Linked DNA regions of Gossypium arboreum: region 1 is linked to region 2. A link is a contact called in public Hi-C data. All regions are on one chromosome and are shown on one strand. The core of a region is the stretch at or near the end of the contact, and the rest is flanking DNA. Distances in the headings are between cores, read along the strand shown.

Region 1 (2,700 bases), core at 102-2,601, 40 kb before region 2:
CTAGAGTGTGACAATCACAATTTTACCTTTGGTTCTTACCTCTGGATAGGTAACGGGTCGAGGTTTCTTCTTGATACTTTCGGTTCTTTAACTTGTTTCATAAAAAATGGGTCGAAGTCTTCTATACCTATGGTTCTTTTCTAAACATAGTTATTGGGTCGAGGTCCTTACTTTATCTATCTATCTTATTTTATCCATATTTTTCTATTATTTTCTATCCTTTTAACCTAAATTAGACGATCGGGCCACTTCTGTGATTCTATAATTGTTCAACCGATTACGAGAACACATCAATGATTTTTGAAGTTTTAGTATTTATCTTATAAGGGACCATGTGTATCAAATAAAATAAAATATTTTTTTTTTGAAAAACCACCTCTCTAGGTGAAATTTGAAAAAATAATTTGAGTTACTAAAGTCTCTATTCAAATTACTCACCAACTTAGAAATGCTCCAATTTCTTTTCCCAGAGGGATTTGTTAAAATTAAAAATACAAATAAAAATTAAAAGAAAGGGTAAACTATAAAAAAAAAATCACTTTTGTTTGTCTTAGATTACATTTTAGTCACTTATGTTTGAAATGTTATGTTTTAGTAACTTACGTTATTGTTTTGTTACAAAGTGATCACTCTACCGTTAAGCTCCGTTACCTCCCTAATGCTGGTCTTACGTGGCAGTCCAAATGGGTTTTAAAATGCCATCTTAGATGTCCTACGTGGCATTTCAAATTAAATTTATTTAATTAAAAACCTATTTTCATCACAACAACTAGACATTCAAGTTGATATTTAAAACTCAATTGGACTGTCACGCAAGACTATCGTTAAGGAGGTAACGGAGTTTAACGATAAAGTAGTCACTTTATAAAATAATGATAATGTAAGTGATTAAAATGTAATATTTTAAACATAAAAAATTAAAATGTAATGTGAGGTAAATAAAAAGGAAAAGGAAAAACCTAATTACGGACGAAAGTAAATACCGAAATAGACATATCTAAATGTAAAAGGGTGGCAGAATAAAATCAAGAAAAACAGCTGTTTCCGGGGAAGGTTAGAAAAAAGAGAAGAAAAAGATAGGGATGTGTGCCCCTAGGATTAAAGTTCCATTACCAATTTAATTCTGAATATATAAAAAATGCAGTGGTAAAATAAATAGAAATTTGGTTATGAACAAAAAGGAAAATATTTTTAGCCCATTAATTTTATATTTTGAAGATATTTAGCATGCACCAATATGCTTATGACTGAGGGTGACGTAACATAAATGACGACGTCTACGTGTTCTCATTTATTCAACTATTCCTTCCATCATATTCCAACCGTAATCCCTTTTTACTCCCTCATTGAAGTTTCGGCGTTTTCCACTTTATTTTCCTTTTTCCACTCCCTTTTGATTTTTTTAGCCACAAGCTGTTTCCGGTGGGTTATATAAACCAACACGACAACACCTTAACGCATCTTCACCAATGGAACTTCAAATGGAATACTTAGCCGTGGACAAGCAAATTGAGAAGCAGAGGGCTCGTTGTTCTTCAGCTAAGATCGAGAGGAAGATCATAGAGAAGAACAGGAGAAATCATATGAAGAATTTGTATGCCAGCCTCAATTCTTTACTTCCCCATCGTAATTCCAAGGTCTGTTTGTTTTTAATGGCTGTGTTTTGTCAGAATTATTGAATTTGCATGTGGGGTTTGTCATTTTTGTTTTGTTTTTTCATGTTTGTAGGAGCTATTGTCACTTCCTGATCAAATAGATGAAGCTGTGAACTACATAACGAGTTTGAAGACAAGGATGAACGAATCCAGAGAGAAAAAGGAAAGCTTAATGAGAAGAAAGAGATCTTATACATGTGCCGATACCATCACAAGTGAAACCACAGCAAGGTCGAAATCTCCTGAAATTAAGATGAACGAAAATGGGTCAGCCATGGAAGTGGTTTTAACGACTGGGAAAGACAGTCAGTTCATGTTTTATGAGATGATTTACATACTTCATCAACATGGAGCTCAAGTACTAAACGCCAGCTTCTCTATCCTAGGGAATACAGTTTTCCACATTGTTCATGCTGAGGTAATTTATCCACATCTATCTTCTTGTTCGGCCAAATAAGAAATTACTCTGATCAATTTGTTTGATCACAGATTGGAGCATTTGTTGGAGCACAAATAATAAAGGATAAACTGAACAAGTTAGTGAAAGGATCCAGCTGCGAAGAGGAACTTCAACAAGAGTTATGGGACTACCAAATCCATCCTGAAACGTGGGATTTGAACTATGAAATCTATCCCGAAACCTGGGATTTCCCAATCATGTTAGGATCCACGTACATGCCATGAAATTGGAAAACTTCTTATCGTTAGGCAATAAAATCCCAAGCTTAATTAAAAATTAAGAGAACAAAAGGGATTGTAGCAGTGAATTAGATAGCAAGGAAGGAGCAGCATTAATGTTCTCGTTATAACTGTATAGCTAGCTAGCTCGGCTGCCTGCTGCTGTGGCTGCTGCTGCATCAAAATTTTGTTCCTGACTGTGTAATATAGATCGTGAAACTTACAATGGATGCAATGATATTGTCTTTGTTTTCCTTGGTCAGTTGATGTAGTATTGATAGTGCATGTATCTTTGTCAGCCATTTTCCATTAATAAAGCTTATAAGCACTCTTCCAAAATTTCCTAGTATTTCTTGGGAGTAAGAGG
Region 2 (2,700 bases), core at 24-2,523:
ACATATATTTTTATTTTGTCACTATTCTTGGGTTTGCATCTATTGTCCCTGTCTTTTCTATTTTTTCTTTGTAGGTAGTAGTTGGTGACGGTGGCAAAAAGCATGCCCTTGCCATTTTGGTGAAACCGCGACAAAGGCCCATCAGGCCTCAGGCGACGTGCCTATTCACGTGGAGGGCAAGGACGCTGGAGGCTAGGGTTTTTTTTACTTTATTAAAACTTAGTTTAGATTGTGGGCTTGTAATTTGGGCTTAGGGTTTTTTTTAAATAGACTTGTAATTTTTATTTTTATTTGGTTTGGTTTGGGCCTGGACAAAAAATGGCCTATTACAACCTGAATAAAGAGTGGAGTCATGCAACGTAGAGGCATCGCGACATACATGGTGTGAAGCACCCAAGTCGGGATACCAGGATGTATTGCCAACTGGCATAGGGATGTAAGAGTCAGTGCCATCACAGTTGGAGCCGTATTGAGTAGCATTAATATGAGACCCAGTGAAGGTAGAAACATCAGACGCATGCAAATCAGGTATACGAAGAAGACCAATACAGGAGTCAGACCCAGTGTAAACATGAGCTCGAGGCTTAGTCTGCCAAGGAATACATGGGCCAACAACATCACTACTTGGACCTCCACGATTACGGTCATGATCAGGAGGAACACCAAGCTCTACACAATTCAATACAGACCAATTTGGCAGAGTGGGAGCATGTGGCCCAAAGGAAGGTGAGACACCCCCAAAATCTGGACTAGGGTCATGCTGCATTGGCCATGAAGCCCAACAGGCCCAATCAACCTAGAGTGACCATGAGTAATCGGCCTATGGTCATTATATTCAACAAGCCCAATCAGCCTAGAACCTATATTATGAAAGCGCATAGGTGCACGGTCAAAATAAACACCCATCAGGGGCCCCACCACACAGACCATCATCAGTTCTCTGCACTAAGGGATTATAATCCCTAATATTTCTAGATACAGACGCGTAAGGGTGGAAATTTCCTCCCGAATAATAAGGCGGTGGTTCGGCTGAATTTGTACCTTGAAGTCCACCATAAACAAGCAACGGACCATGATGATCTACTAGAGACGATGCCCGAACACCTGATGACAGTCCTTCGTAGTCACGATTGTAGTGGTAGAAACATCGTTGAGCGAGGTGCCCTAACCGTTCGCAAATCTGGCACTAAACTCTGGATCAAAACCCTCGTCCGCGGCTTCTAGATGGGGGACGAGCACCACGAATAGAGCCCCTATGAACGGCGATAGAACAGTCTCCAAGAGGTTGGCATGAAGAGGTATCTCCTGAATCAGACGCGTCTGACGATTCTCGTACTCAAGGAGCACATCAACAAGGCGTTGAAACCGCAAAGGCTAAGATGAGAGCGAAACGAGAGTAATAACAACATCAAACTCAGGAGTTAAGCCTACAAGCAGAGTCTCGACCTTCTCTTCTTCGAAGATGCGCGAACCAGAAGCCGCTATCAAGGCACTCATATTCTGGATCTTGGCCACGACCTCTTTGACCGAGAGACTGCCTTTCTTGAGAAAAAACAAATCGTAACGAATACGGGCAAGCTTTACACTGGTGAGTGGAGCAAAAAGACGAGTGGCGGTGGTCCACACATCACATGCGGATCGTGCTTCTGGAAAAGAAGATAAAATGGAGGGGTTAATCGTGGAAAGTAACCATGAAGCTAATAAGATGTCCTGTTAAACAAAGGCCGATGCATCTGGATTTGGAACGAATGACCCTTCCAGAGACTGCACAAAACGCGGTAGAATCGACAAAGTGCCATCCAAGAAACCGGTCAGCTCATAACCCTAGAAATCAACCGAATGTGTTGCTGCCACTGAAAAACGTGCCTTCATCCAACTTAATTGTCTCATAGCAAGGAAATGACTAGATGCGTCGAGTACCAGTAAACACTGGACATCCAGGATCAACGGTAGCTGAATCGGTAAAAGCGGCGGTGGTCATTGAGGTAGGTCTCTAGAACCTTTTAGGCAACTGATACCATGTTAGCACCTAAGGTGAATCACTCGACTAAAAGAACAGATAGAATGAAGGAATGAAAAATGTTGCTAATTATTGAAAGAATACATTGAGTATTTGAAAGAAATCTTTGTATTTTGACTACCTTTCACGAACATTATAGAGATAGTATTTATAGAACACTATGGTAACTGCTATGGCTAACAATCTAACTAATTGAGTAACAGACTAATAGCACAGAGGGCTAAGCTAACAGCTAGGCTAACTAACTCAATCTCTGGAATATACAATACTCTTAACATTCATTGATTGAGTCTTCACCTTTTGAAACTAAAAAGGTTGCCATTGGCAATCCTTCATAAGAACCGAAATAACAACCTGCAACAAGATATACTAGAGTTAGAAATGAAACTACAATTATTGTAAACAAGTCTTAAACTAGGGACACAAATTCTTGACACAGAACATGCAATTCCTTCTTTGTAATTTGTAATAAAATATACTAGGATTAAGCCCCGCCAGGGATTTTTAATTTGTTTCTGATAGAATTTTTATTATTGATATGAAATTTAATTTTAAATATGATTAATGTATAAAAAAAACCCCTTAAATCATTACATTGTGTTTAAATAAGTCTTTATATTTATTTTGTAGTCAAATAAGCACCTAATATTGTTGTTTTTACCAATTTGAAGCCCTTGATC

Evidence for each region. Hi-C and Micro-C count contacts between places; a contact is called where the count stands out from the background.
Region 1: a Hi-C map of leaf shows a contact between it and region 2, with 2.3 times the contacts expected there. The contact joins the promoter of LOC108459744 here to the enhancer-like site in region 2. A contact is called at or near these places in 2 of 5 Hi-C or Micro-C datasets (both in leaf).

What each region holds. Positions count from the first base shown.
Region 1 is chr4:114,652,305-114,655,004 of ASM2569848v2, reverse strand. LOC108459744 (transcription factor bHLH162-like) reads left to right here and starts at 1,351. Exons shown (of 3, transcript XM_017759149.2): 1 at 1,351-1,637; 2 at 1,729-2,073; 3 at 2,145-2,672. The coding sequence starts at 1,470. The coding sequence ends at 2,339.
Region 2 is chr4:114,612,609-114,615,308 of ASM2569848v2, reverse strand. No RefSeq gene overlaps it. Among protein-coding and RNA genes, the nearest start is that of LOC128291689, 4.2 kb to the left of the region's middle. Within about 2 kb of position 1,273, at least 2 of the 2 cell types and tissues checked have an H3K27ac peak or open chromatin away from gene starts, as enhancers often do. A contact at or near this core is called in leaf, where this site is marked.